Regions from separate parts of the Athene noctua genome. Here region 2 is linked to region 1. Evidence: chromatin contacts called from public Hi-C data. All regions are on one chromosome and are shown on one strand. Each heading gives the region's core, a stretch centred on a gene start, on an enhancer-like site or on the middle of the called end of the contact. The rest is flanking DNA. Distances are from core to core; before and after follow the strand shown. Region 1 holds the start of GARS1 (glycyl-tRNA synthetase 1). Region 2 holds the start of PLCD1 (phospholipase C delta 1).

Evidence for each region. Hi-C and Micro-C count contacts between places; a contact is called where the count stands out from the background.
Region 2: a contact with region 1 is called in a Hi-C map of heart, with 3 times the contacts expected there. The contact joins the promoter of PLCD1 here to the promoter of GARS1 in region 1. A contact is called at or near these places in 2 of 2 Hi-C or Micro-C datasets (heart and liver).

Annotation. Positions count from the first base shown.
Region 1 is chr2:107,873,791-107,881,120 of bAthNoc1.hap1.1, forward strand. It overlaps GARS1 (glycyl-tRNA synthetase 1), which reads right to left and starts at 3,339. Exons shown (of 17, transcript XM_074899840.1): 1 at 3,119-3,339. The coding sequence starts at 3,280.
Region 2 is chr2:108,225,505-108,232,834 of bAthNoc1.hap1.1, forward strand. PLCD1 (phospholipase C delta 1) reads right to left here and starts at 4,520. Exons shown (of 15, transcript XM_074899849.1): 1 at 4,252-4,520. The coding sequence starts at 4,285.

The sequences.
Region 1 (7,330 bases), core at 2,089-4,588:
TAATGTCAAAGCGAAGGAGGCATTACATTATCTGTAAAAACTGTTATTGTTTTTAAAACTTGTCCAGTAACTTTGGGAAAGAATAGAGTTTATAAAATACTTTAGAAACACACCAAAAAAAACCAAAAAGCCTAAATATTTCAGAGTAGCAAAACTCTGGAGTGGGCCTACACTGAGGTCTTGACCCAAGTCAAACCACCATCACCTTTTATGGTTCCACAAAGGTCTCTGCCCTGTGGGGACCATTCTCCCCTTTCATCCCAGGGAACTGCTCAACCCCTAAATACCCAACAGCATGCTTTTCTGAACATGATCTTCAGCTGTCACGTCCAACTTGCTCCTGGAGATAAGTTAAGTAAAAGTCTTCCTTTCAGCCCACTCTTCTCCAGCCAAAACCAAGGTCTATCTTGAATTACTGAGGAGGACAAAGGAACTGACCCAGGAGGAAAAAACATAAAGATGTCAATGTCTCCTCAAGTGGCACGTTCTAAGAATGGGAAGCTCTAAATTAATCATTTTTCTTGCATCTTGCACTTCTCCATTGAACAAAAAGAAAAAAAAACAATCCAAAGACATTACATTTCCACAATACCAGCTTTTTCATAAATTCTGAGTTTTTCTGACATTAATATTATAGGTAACTGAGAAACCAAAGAGAAGAGAATACACAGATTGCCATACAGTAATCAGATTAGAAAAGCTAAAAGTACTTCAGAGACTAAGGGGTTCAAAGGCTAATTTTATTAATAAAAGGAGGAAGACTGCATTAAAACAAACACACACAAAGAAAGAAAAATCAGATCCTGTCAGGCTTACTAACTACGTCAGCTACAAGAACAGAATAAACCTGCCGTTTCCTTCCTTTGTTATACCTTTCCCTTCTTTGTTATTCCAAAGCAGGGAAAGTTTCACTTTAGGGCTAAGGACCTCAACTGCCATTCCTGGGTAACGTGGCAGAGGGAGGGATCTGATCTGTTGTGGTTTGGTTTGGTTTTTTTTTTTAAAGTAGTAAGTCCAAATTGCCTTTGTTGAGCTAGGGGGTCGGCAGTGGAAAAACATCAAGGCAGCAGCAAAGCAGCTATACTGCTGACTCAACAGAGCTATCACCCTGCTTACTGCTGAGCATCTAAAGGCAGCACACAGCAACTCTTTGTCCTGATCTAGAAGTGAAAGAGTACTCAGACATACACAAGGGGAGAAAAAAAAAAAAAAAAAAAAAGACAAACACAACCGAAGAAAATAATTACGTTTGCTGACAGGACTCAATCTAATTAAAGCTACGATCTTGAGCCCAACCCAGAGGAGGAGTGCACAGCAGCACTCGATGTGGCAAATTTTGCTGCAGCTTTGTCCCACAGACCAGTAAAGCAGAGAGGGATCCACCCCTGGATCACGGCAGCTTATTGCATCAGGCACTGCTGCAGGAAGATATGCTGCTCACTTTCCTCTCCGTAGGTTTAGAGTCCCTTAGGTTTACTTAAGCCACCTCTCCACATGCTGATACACAGGGTCCTCTGCATTGTAAGGTATCAACTACCCTAATCTTCGTTACTACTCCTTATCCTCTTATGCAAACATGACAGTGAATTACTACTGTCAGCTGTTCGATACAATATCCATGGTCCCAGCTACACAAATTTACCCACAAACCTCTACTCGGCACCCCACACTCCTCTTTCAATCCCACGGGCAGACAGAAAGAAGGGGTGCATTGATACTTTAAAGGCAAATGACAGCACCCAAGATACAGGATTTTAAATAAATAATTGGCATGCTCTAGGGATCATCACCTTATTTATAAGAACCTCTCTTGCCAAGGTATTATGATGCACAATGATTCATAATAAAAACTCACTGAAGTACTGGTGTAATTAGAGGGCCATAAATCCACTCATTTAATGGGCAAACACATGCACAGATCTATGAATACATGGGACACACACGTAGCTATGTGTGCAGCTAAGCAGAAGGCTATGGATTCAACCACTTCAAGGAGGCATGTGGGGAACCCACAGGCATAGGTCTGGCTGCTAAAGCGGGGAGGAAGGGGAAGTCCCATGTGCAGCGAGGAAGCACCACTGCCATGAATGTACACAGCAAGGGTACCCGAGATCAAGATTCACTTAGGAAATAAAAAGACAACGAAATCCTTCTCGGGGAAGAAGGAAGCTAAGGATTAATAGCTTCATCCGAGGGAGATGGAAAGAGAATGCGATGCAGTCCAAGCTAATAGGAGACGACTACATACCTGGACAAGTAAGAACGATGAAATGGAAAACGTGCAAAGGAATTAATATCCCTAACTGCATCAAGCAAATATGCAACTCTTAAAAGAATATCGTTTACCTCCCAAACCCCACACAAACTCATCTCTAAAGGGAAGTCACCATGTGACTCCATGAGAAGAGGGAACTATCCAGGCTGTTTTATGAAGAAAACGTGAAGAGCCAGCTACGGGGCCCTAAAAGCACGACAAAGTCGGCCCCAGCTTGCACACAGAAAACACACCGAGCCCAGGAGAGGAAAGCCGGGTAGCCTGACGCACGGATCCTGTTCTGCAAGACCGCTCTAACACACACCACCGCTACCGGGAAGGGAAAGAAAGGGCTGTCTACGGGAAACCTCCACACCCGCGCACTCCCCGCCAGCCCGCTCCTCCAGGGCAGAGCGACACCCACCCGAGAGGAGACACCCGCAGGCCCCGCGCTTGGGGGCCGCGCCAAGGGCAGACCCACAGGGACCCCCCCACCGCGGACTCGGCGCTGAAGCCCGCCGGGCACCGCAGCGCCCGCAGCGCGGAAGCGGCGGGGGCGCACGCAGGGCCCTGGGGGGCAACACCGCGCGCTCCCCGCAGGGACGGCGAAGCCGCCCACAGCACACCCCACGCCACCGGCAGGGCTCGGGGGCAGGACAGGGGGCACCTCCCCGCAGACCCGAACAGAGGCACCGGCCGGCCGACGCGGGCCCGGAGCGGCGTGCGGCTCTGTCACGCACCCGACCCCCTCAGCGAGACCCACCCCCCGCTCCGGCGGGTCCTCCCCGGCGGTCCCTCCTCGGGCGCCGCCCGCCTCAGCGGGACTCCCCTCAGCGTGGGCGTGTGTCCCCCCCCGCCGCTCACCTGGTGCCGCACCGCCTGCCGGAGGGGCGCGAGCAGCGCCTCGGCTTGCGGACCGTCCATGGGGGTCGCTGCCGGGGCGGGCCGGGAGCGGAGCGCGGCGACGGGCGAGCGGACGAGGCGGCGCAGCAGGGCGGGCAGGGCGCTACGGAGCGGCAGCGGCATGGAGAGGCGCGGCGCTCCGCCCTGCCCTGCCCCCCCTCCCACCCCGCATGATGAAATCCCGCCCGGCGTAAAGCCGGCACGCGCCCCGCCGCCGCACTTTCCGCACGGGCAGCGGCCGCCGCCAGGCCGGGGCGCGCGCCCCGCCGCAGATTCGGCACGGCGGCGGCGGCGGGCCGGCAGGGGGCGCGCGGCAGCGCCGCGTCACATCCCGGCACCGCCCCCCCGTGCCTCTGGGCCGGGCTGCGCCTGCGCGGGACCGCCGCGCGCCTGCCGCGGGGCGGCGCTGCTGCCCCCGGGGTGAGCGCGGGGCGGGCGCCGTGCCCGCACCCCCCCCCCCCCCCCTTCCTCCGGTGACACCCCTCCGGGCGGCGCTCGTCACCCCCAGAAGCGTAGATGCCCCCGGGGGGTGGCGGCGCACCCCGAGCACCCCCGTGGCAGCCCCGGACACCCCCCACGGCTCGGCCCCTCCGCGGGGGCTCTGTCCCCCCAGCACCCACCCAGGGCACCGCAGCGCGGTGTCCCCTTGTCCCAGCGCCGCGTCCCCGCGCGTACCCCCCGCCGTGGGGCCGGGAAGTGCCGGAGGCCGAGGGTGGGGGGGTGGTGGCGGGGGGAAGGAAGTGTTATTTTTTCAATCAGCCGCAGCGTTTGAGCTCCAAAAGCTTTGTAGGTTTTGGGCCCGGCGGTGTTTTGTTTTTCACTGATCCCACGGTCTTTCGTGCGCTGCGTGGGGGCTGCGCCGGGCTGGGCCGCACCCCGCTGCCGGACCCCTCGGGCTGGGCTTAGGGCCGCAGGCTGAAGGCCAAATCCCGCTTTTCTCTGCAGACGCGAGCGTGGTGGGGCTTCCCCTGGGAGGAAGGACACCACCATGTCAGAAAGAAGGGCCCTTAACGAGCGCCGGTGCCACAGGAGAACTTCGAATCCCTGGGAATTAAAGCCCTCCGTGAAGGAGAACCCAAACACCGGCTACATAAAATTTAAGACCAGTTCTAAAAAATAGCGCTTCCCACACACGCTTTCCCCATTGCCCCCCTCCTCCTCCCCGTCTCCCCTTCACCCCCTCCCACTGCCTGGGACCGGGAGCATCAGCGCTGATGGGATTTTGGCATAATTGGGAGTATTCAGGCTGCTATTTTGTACCTGTCTGTTTATTTGAGAGACAGCCTCAACCTCGTAATGAATGCATCTGAATATTTATCCGCTTGTTCTGAATGGTATATTTGTATTTCAAATGCTTAATTGTTATTTTTATTTAGCTGCAAATTGCTGTTTTTATTTCGCTGGCGTACCTACTTGGAAACCCCTCTAGCATGAGGTTTACACTGAGCTTTTCTCTTTTCCTGATTAGTTTTTTTAATTAATCCAATGTTGATAAGAGCATAAGGACTCTGCAGCCCCCGTCTAACTTGTCATGGCTATCTAAGATGTGAAGATAGTGGAATCAGCCCCAGAAAAATATGGCTCGAGTGGAGTAAAGGGGAGAGGGCAAACCAGCTGGGACTGTGGGGGAAACATGGGCAGGACCCAGGGAAACGGGAAACCCCAGTGATGGGGAGCAGCTTGGTTCTCCTGTGCTGAACCTGGAGGAACAGGTAGCAGTGCTTCTCCAAAATGCACTTTTTCACCCCCTCCTAGAAGATTTCTTCCGATCCTCAGTGTCCAAGCATGCTTGGTCCCCAGGGCAGCACCCCTCTGCCCTCCATCAGGAGGATGAAGATGGGCCAGGCTGGTGCCTTGAGCGTTTTTCCCTCAATAAAATCCTGCCTTGCACATGCTGCTGAACCCCAGCAACGTCTCTCCTTGCAGATGAAACAAATCTGGGACTGGTTCCTGGGGCTGTGGCCGGCTGGTACAGGACAACCTCAATGCAAGGGCCAAAAAAACCTCCCTGTCTATTCCCATCTAGCTGGGGGTGCTGCTTTTCCCCCAAAGGACTGTAAAGAGCATCTGGCTGAGATCACCTACGGAGCAAGACTGAACTCTAAGACCTGGCCTTGTGAATAAATCCTTCATGACACCTTTGATTGCCCACGCTCTGGGCTCGCATGAGGATTGGACAGTACAGTAAACATGAACTGTTAAAAGTCGTGTTGTTTTTTTAGTTAAAGGAACAAAGCAATAAAAGAAGAAAAAAGTGAAGAAAAAGAGGGCAGACGCATTTCCTGAGTAAGGTTAGAGGGTGAGGAGGGAGTACACAAGGGAACCCCGACTGCCCCTTTTGCGATGGTACTGCTGAACACTGACAGAGTGATTTAGGGTTCTCAGACCAAAGGCGCACTGCTGGATCCTTGCTACGTTGTGCAGGAAGGGAGGAAGATGAGGCAGCGTTTTGCACTAAACCATAGCTGCAAATGAGAGACCGTAAGCAAACCGGACCCCCAGAACTGGGTCACACCCAGGGTTGGCTGGAGCCCATCTCGAAGCCAATTTCAGTGGGAAGGACTAGATAGTTCTGGGAATCATCAAGAAGCTAATATCAGAGCTAAAAATAAAGCTTTATGTCAGTGTGGAGCTGCGTGGAAGGGCTTCGTGCATCCACTGCCGACAGAGGGTCTGCGGACCAGGGCACAGGCCCAGTATGTGCTTGTATCACCTCCCCCACTCCCTTGGGTCTTGGGGTGCTGCCGAACTCCTCAGACCCACTCCAGCGCAGAGGATGGCCATTGATCTGGCACTGCAGAGAGCCCTGTGCCTCATACCGGTTTGCCAGGAGGACCTAGTGCTGACGTCATTTTTGGCACCCCTGTGGATGGGTGAACCACCCAGCGCTCCCGAGCACACCACAGCCACTTGTGAACGTCTCATAACTGTCCAGAGCCCGGCTTTTTCCCTTCTTTTAAATCTGATCCCAGTTCCTCTGTGCCTCTTTGAAGTCAGTAAGCACCTGGGGGGGGTGGGGGGGTGGGGTGTAGTTTGAGGATGCCTATGTTGGGCATCTGCTCTGCAGCCCCCCAGAAAAGACCCCACGGGACTGTGAGGCAGGACGAGATGGTAAGGAGTGCATTACTCCATCATCTTCTGGGGCGGCCTTTTTAAAGCCATTTCCTTCCCTGGGTATGAGGTGATGAGGATGAAATTGAACATGTCACCCGTGTGGCACAGGGGACCCCACAGCATAGGGGGTGGGGGGTAGGGGGTGGAATTTACTGCGTGAGGGAATTTGCAGGAAGAAGCAAAGGAAGAGGGGGTTCAGGCATATCCCCTCCCTTCAGCTTGCAAACTTTTGAGTGCAGAAACAGATGTATCAGCATCCCCTTGAAAGGTCGGGGGGGGGGGGGGGGGGGGAGGGAGGGTGGTGGTGTTAAAAAGATATGAGCTCACTGAAGGGAGAATGTAAACGTGGCTGTGTCCCCCTCTGCTCCCCCCCTCTGAGTCCCCACTGGGGCCAGCGGCAGGGTGGGAGCAGCAAGGCCACAAAATGGGAGGCAAGAGGGAGGCTGCAGGAGACAGAAAGGGATGGAGAGGAGGGGAGAGCCCTGTTCTGGCATTTCTTTGGCAGGAGGGAAAACAGGGAAAAATCCTCCGCAGAGACGTGAGGAGGGGGAAAAGAACCGTGCAGGAGAGGGAGAAAAATACACACAGGCAAAAGTACGTGGCTCTTTAGTTCAGCCTGGCTCGTCAGTTCACAAATAAATTTCTGCTCCACCGCACTTACGTCTCAGTCCATTTTCCTGGCAGAGGGACAAGACCCCGCTGGCAGACACCCCACTCTCCCCCGAAACCCCCCGAAAGAGAAACGGATCGCCCTGCGTGCAGAGGGATGGGGGGTGGGGGGAGTGTCGGAGGGCTTTGGGCTTTGCTTTCGGGGTGTTTTTCCCTGCCTGGGTGCCGCTAGATGGCGGGCGGCCCCGCGCCAGCCGCCCGCTCCGCTCCCCGCAGCCCTGACGTTCTTCCCGGCCCCGACACGGGGCCTCCCGGCTTTCCAGCATTCCCGCTGGGTTTTGGGGAGGTGCAGCGTGGGCCAGAGTTTCCGTGCAGGGATGCCTTACAAAACCGAGGGGCACCCCAGCCCTAGCAAAAGGGTCTTTCGCAACGTGAGGCGACGACGAGGAA
Region 2 (7,330 bases), core at 3,270-5,769, 350 kb after region 1:
GAAGAATGTAATTGAAAAGAAGGCTATCAACTTGATGGATAGGACCAGGACCAACAGCCAGGAGCACTCATGCAGCTTAGTTGCCTAACTCCTAAGTCATGTTTCTGGGGACATGCTGGTGAAATTGTTCTCTTCATAAAGACAAAGTCAATTGTAGGTGGGTCCCAGCTTCATTTTTTAAGGCCATTTAACAGCTTTTCTTGACATTTTCTTCAGGAGCTGAAATTTCTTCCACAGACAAACTGCAGGTCACTCTCACCATTCTGTTGCAGGGTAAAATTTGTACAGTAAATAAATTGCTCAATTGAATTATGCAAAACTAAGGAAAAAAATCCTTTTTTCCCCCCCCTAAGTGATTTATCTGGAAATTCAGCACTCTTGAAGTTTAGCCAAAAACAGCCAATGAGACTTGTTGTGAGCCAGCAGTGTGCCCAGGGGGCCAAGAAGGCCAATGGCATCCTGGCTTGTGTCAGCAATAGCGTGGCCAGCAGGGACAGGGAAGGGATCTTACCCTTGTACTCGGCACTGGTGAGGCCGCCCCTCGATTCCTGTGTTCAGTTTTGGGCCCCTCACTACAAAAAGGACATTGAATGACTCGAGCGTGTCCAGAGAAGGGCAACGAAGCTGGTGCAGGGTCTGGAGCACAGGTCGTACGGGGAGCGGCTGAGGGAACTGGGGGTGTTTAGTCTGGAGAAGAGGAGGCTGAGGGGAGACCTCATCGCGCTCTACAGCTACCTGAAAGGAGGTTTCAGAGGGCTGGGGATGAGTCTCTTTAACCAAGTAATAAGTGATAGGACAAGAAGGAATGGCCTCAAGTTTAACCAGGAAAGGTTTAGACTAGATATTAGGAAGCATTTCTTTCCAGAACAGGTTGTTAGGTGTTGGAATGGGCTGCCCAGGGAGGTGGTGGAGTCCCCATCCCTGGAGGTGTTTAAGAGTAGAGTTGACACAGCGCTGAGGGATGTGGTGTAGTTGAGAATGGTCAGTGTTAGGTTAATGGTTGGACTGGATGATCTTCAAGGTCTCTTTCAACCTAGATGATTCTATGATTCTTTGATTCTGTACCTCAGTAAGGGGCTTTAAAAGGTACCCATGAGATAGGCAGCCTGAAGTGTGAGAATTTCCCCACACACATTGTCTAAACTGGCTCATTTAAGGTGTGTAAGTATCTCAGTTTATAAGAAACTGTGTCAAAATTTTCTCTACCTGCATAAAGTAAAAGAGAAACCTCTGTGTTTGAGCAAGGTCTGCAGCCTTCCATTCTGGTGGGCTTGACTGAGTAGGGACTGAGACTCTACACCCACAGTAGGGACCTGGGAGACTCATGGGCTGGGCATTAGTCTCACAGTTATTTAGGTATCTACAGTGCACTGCAGGGGCCAGGAGAAGACAGGGTACAATTCACCCATCTAGATCCCTATAAGCCTAAAATTTCTTGCAGATAGCTACATTTAGCTAGCTGAATCCCATCTGGATGATCAAATCACCAAGTATTTGCACCTTTCCTTCATAAATATCTGTTTATATATTTAGATTTCCCTGCAAATGAAACTATACCTTGCTCCCAAATTGTCAACACCTTTGGCTCCCAGAGCTGCCTATCCAGTCAGCTGAGTTTCTGCATCTTGCACAAACCATCTCTTCCCCACACACCTCTCCCTCTTGCTTTTCCTTGTAGTTGGCTGTGTCCTTCCATCTCTGCTACCTGCAGCAGTTTTCCAAGTGACTGCATTTCCTTCTTCCTCATCTTTAATTTCCTCATTAAAAACTATTTTCCCCCAAGCATCTTCTTGCCCCAACTCATCTGGTTTTGGGCCTGATGTTGGGGCTAGGCATGCTGACAACAATCTCAAAATCATCTCTAGGCTTTAGTTTTGCTAAAAGACATTGCTCAGATTGGAAATTTAGCAGCTTTTTTGTCAAAATAAAAAAAGACCCCAAATTAATTTTACTTGTTCTGTCTGAAAAAGGGACAAGCTGCATATTTAACGTACTAAGAAGTGTCAGTATTGCCAATTCTCCTGCACTACTAGAAACACTGTGGCTCAGAAAACCTGTGTAACACATCAGGCACAACCTGCATCAAATGGGGTGTGCTAGAAGCATTTTGTTTGTAGAAAAAGAGATCAAAGTTACTGGCTACTTCAGAGCAGATCCCATCTCATCCCAAGTAGCATTGTCTCCACCCACAGAGGCTGAAGCCCAGAAGAAGCCTCCTCAGTGCTCCCAGCTAAGATGGGCAGGTAGAGATTATTCATTTGGAAATTTAAATCTCAAAATTAATTATCAGGACTAGCCGACAGAAGAAACAAGGAAATGGCCTGTTTTGTAGAATTTTACTAACCCTTCCCTGGTGATTCTCACCCTGGGCTGGAGCAGAGGCCATTCCCATAATGGGGCTGTGGCATTCCCCACACAATGTACCCAGTGTCTTGGATTAAAAAGTCGGTGTATAAGAATAAGGCATAGTATAAATTAGCTGTTCTATAATCTGTGCGAACACAAGGGCTCCCAGTTCAGAAACAAACTAACTTCATGAGGCAAGAGAAAGATTATTAACAGCCCACAGAGTCTAGCAGATTCATTGCGTACTAAATGTGGATGACCTTTTATAAAATAAGACACAAGAAGCCCATTCAGCTGAATTAAACACATTCAAAATAAAAGGCACAGACCACTAAATCACAGCAGCTACTCTGGCTCTGTGGACAAGGGAACATGCACAGTTTTCTTCCCAGGACTCGGATCTCCATCCAATGCAGAGTAAACAAAACTATACAAACTTTTCAGAAACTCTCATCTACATTAATACCCACTTCTGCTACCCAAAGATATCTCAGGTGTCTCCTATTGACTGTCAGATATTTTACTGAGAGTGAACCATGTGCCCGTGGTTAATTCTGACATGGTAAATACAGCTGTTGTATCTATGTTAGAAAAAAAAAAAAAAAGAAAGAAACTGAAAGTAACTGAGTTTCAACATACAGCTGTAGACAAAACATATCTATAAACCATAGTATCTGAGAAATTTCTGACAAACTACATAGCACAAGTCTGATCCTGCTAACAAACCAACATGTGAGCAACTTTTCTTGTCTAAGTAGTCTGGCATTTGGAGTGACTTTGGCACTTGTGTGTGTTATGTGTCAAAGAATTTCAGTAAATACTTTTTTAAAAGCTCAGCTTATTCAACACTTGTGTATTTTTCTGCTTGAGACAAGAAAATAGATTAAGAAACAGCCACTGAATTCTCCTTGGTTCCTAACCACCGAAGACTAAATAATATTCACCGAAAAATGACCCACAGGCAACAATAGGAAATATTTTAATAGTTCCAGATGTATTTCTTAGCATTCTTTCCCCAGTGGTTGTATAATGAATGAGATACCTACAGAAAGTATAACATTAACCTCTGTTTCACCTTCCTGCCAGATTTCGAGCATCTGGGAAAATAAGAGGGAAGATTTCTTGAGCCTGGGGGAATCTTTTCACATTTCTTCTGATAATGCTAAACTGATTATGTTTATGGTCCATCACTTATTGCTCTATAAGTTTATTTTTGTTTATAGCTCATTGATAGTAAGAAAGCACCTATCTCATGAACTAAAAACAATCACTGTAGACTTTTCCCATTTCTGTGGGATCACAATATCTTCTTTTCAATCTGTAGCTATCACAGCCTTGAGTTGTTTCTGCTCATCAGAGTAAGTAAAATACAGTGAGGAGGTAATAAAGCAATATATTAAAGTCAGACAAGGGAATAAGGGATATTTCATTACCCCGTCTGTCAGACAAGTCTCTCAATCTTGGTACCAGTTGAATCTTACTTAACTCTCACTTGCTGGAAGGGCAGAGAGGATTTCTTCTTTTTTAGAAATATTTTAATTTTTTTTGTATTTAACATTTAAAGAGTCTTAGGGGCAGATCTTGAGCCTAGGTAATTTATCCTGGCTCTGCTGTCTTCACCAGAGCCCAGAGAGTTTCCTCAGTTGAGCATCCGTCCCACCTTGAGTTTCACCATAAAGGGGAGGAGATTTGGATCAACTTTTCTGGACTTGCAGATGCTTGTCCAGCCAAGAAACCCTTTCTACCAACAGAAAAATCGGTCATCTCTCTGTAACACTGACTAAACGCCGCACTACTTCCAAATGAGAGAATGGGGAGGCAGAGGACAGAGAGAAGAGAGTAGAAAAATAAAGCTCTTGGACAAGATAAGAGAGCTGAAAAGCAAGGACATTTCTACAGACTTACTGTTGCAAGCGAGGAAAGTGCCATTCGATTCCATTGCTGCAAAACAAGCCGATGTGCAGCAGCAGAAAAGGCTCCAGGAAAACAGCTGTGCCCAGATGTTAGGGCTGGCCCGGGGTGGAAGCCAGACCGGCCAGGCTCCCCCTGCTCTCTGCTCCAGTAATCCCCAACGTCAGCTCCCTTCGGAGAGGCCTCCTCCTTCGCCTTGGCTGGAAATGCGTCTTCGCTATGACTCCTCATTTATCTCTCTCCCGCATCCGCAGGCCACCGCCTGCCCAGCGCATCGACTGAGGCCAAGCGCCCGAGCCCCAGCGCCGCGCTGGCCCTGGCTCCTCCCTGCTGAAATCTGGCGTCTTCACTGCTGGCCCAGCCTCCTGCATTTTGCTACCGCCGCAGCTTGACAACGATGCTTCTTTTCCTGCTGCTGGCACGTTTTCACGCTCCGTTCCTTTCTGGCAAGGCTTCCAGAAGACACGGAGTGCTGCAGATCTCTCCTTCACGGTCCCCAAATCAAGGAAAAGGCCTTGAACAGATGCCAGTGGTCAGAGTCTAGGTCTAAAGAGCTTTTAGACACTGGTGGGGGCAGATTTCTTTTTTCAAGGGGAAAAAAAAAAAAAAAAAGAAAAAGAAAAGAAAAACAGGTCAGAGTTTGCCAATGTAGAAATAGAAGCTGTAACCACAAACACTCACAGAGGCATGAGCTCAAAGCAGAAGTTACAAGCTTTGCATTTGAGACAGCAAGACAGAAAGCAGAAAAACCTGCATGATCCACGGGCTTTTACTGGGTGGAACCGATTTCTTCCACTCTGTCCCCTACTCTTGAATTAGATATTTTTAAGGGTGGAAAGATGATGCTGGCAAACAGGGAGGGGGAATGAAAGGGAATCTAGTGTGGGAAAATAAAGTTTCCCTCTACTTGAATATTTGGGGGAGGTTTTCAGTTATTGTTTTTCTGTTGTTTATTTCCATTTCTGGTTATCTTGATGCAAACAATTGATGGAGTTTTTGGCAGATTCAAAGGCCTCGCTCCTCAGCAGCTGTAAACCTGGCAGCTCCACTGACAGAAAAGTCTCTCTCTGATGGTGACAGATATGGGACACACATGGTAAAAAATACTTTGGGACTAGGACTGTTTGTCCCTCCCTGCCAGAACTGGGCAGCTCCTTTGACAGCCCAGATGTTGCTCTCAGATAGCTTTACAGTCCACAGATATAAGGCTGCTGCCACCACCTAAGAAAACTACCCTAATATAGCAAAATTCCCCATGCTAGTATAAAAATCACAAAACCAAACAAGTGGAGAAAAAAAAAGCAGAGATTCAGCTCATGACTCCTCAAAAGCCCACTCTCTACCTCATGGACACCAGTATGGCATGGGGGGGCTCATCTCCCACTAGACACTTTCCAAAGGACCCACAAAGGAGCAGCCCTTTTGCAAACTCACAGACAAGGAGACATTGACTTGGGCAGGGGCAAACTGTTTGGCAGCAAGGTCAGGTGCTGGCAGACAGGAGAGCAGCTGGAGGCACCCAAGAGATTCCTCGTACAGCCTTAAAAGCCTCAAGGCAATGGGACCGTAAGGCAGGGGGATTTCTGGAGGACACCATGAAAACCCCTCACCCTTTCAGCTGATGGGGAAGAGCACTGGAGGGAGTGTACAAGAGGCTGGTGGATGAGTCAGCCAGACTGGAAACTCCAGCCATTTAGGCTGCTTTGAGCGCTGTGGGTCCTTTCTGTCACCCTAAACTGAGTCATCACCATTCCTAAATCCTTGATGGGCTTGACACTGTATGAGTGCTCAGAGCAAGCTGGCGCTCAACCAGCCTTGCATTTCTTGCGTTCATCGGAAAGTACAGCAGTCACCATCAGAGCTGGTGATATCCTGCAGCAAACACCCCGAAACAGAGATCACACAGCACAGGTCTCATCAGTGCCTTGTTTCAGAAGGCAACAGTCCTTTTAGCTGTATTTCTACATGCACACCACATGCATTTGAATTCCCTTTCCTTTGCATTGCCGAAACCAATATATGTCCAGAATAACAATGAAACCAATGTGACATGAAGAGCTACTGGGCTCCTGTGAGCTGAAGAAATCCTACTAATAGTCTAATAATAATATAGCAGTTTGAGAATGTCATATGAATCAAGTTTCTGATCCCTATTTTGGATCACTGTACTTAATGTATTCCTTTATGGTTCAGATTTTGTCAGATCCCGAAGGTGCAAGGTGCAAAAGGGGATTACTCTCTGCCTGGTTAAACCAGCATCACAGCTGAGTGGTAAGTTTAAAACTGGTGACAGAACTGTAAAAAGTCAGCATTCATCTGGAAGCCTTGAGAGAGCAATTCATTTTAAAACAAAATCTGTAGTTAAGATATGCTGCAGCTGACTGTTGTATCTTTGCTTATTTTTTGAAAGCTGACTGCTTCTTCGCTGTTCTGAATACAGGTCCTAAACTCTATCCACTAACTTGCTCACAACCACTTTTGTGGGTCTTGATCTTTGAGACCAAACCAGGATTTGAAGGGGAGAGTTCAGTATGATTAAAATTAAACAGCACTCCTTTGTGCACGCTGTCTCTACTCACAGCAGCCACAATGTTGCTAAGGGTCAAAGTTAAATACATACAATTTATTCTGAGCAGATTGGTTCTCGCATTCATAAAATGTCATTTTGATACCTTTTTTAGGCACTGCAGGTTTGTCTTCTCTGCTTTAAAAAATAACTTTTACAGTGAGATAACAACAGGACTGTAAAATCTTTTATTTTATTGCAAGGTAACTGAGCGAGGTGATTGCATACTCTCTGCCCATGCTGATTTAGCTCTATTTATTCCTTGATAAAATTGCCTCCTCCAGGATTTTACAGCAGGAGAGTTAACATGAACTGACTGTTTTGCAGGAGGAACACACCTTTTTTAGCAATGAAGACAAAACCTAACAGAAAAACCTGCTCTCCTGAATTCCACAAATACATTATAGATTACAAGGAGGGCTGGATTTATTCCCTCTGGACTCCTGTGTGCACCACCCACAAGCAGTGACTTCACTGCTGAGCCCAGATTGGTGTCTCCCTGCTTTT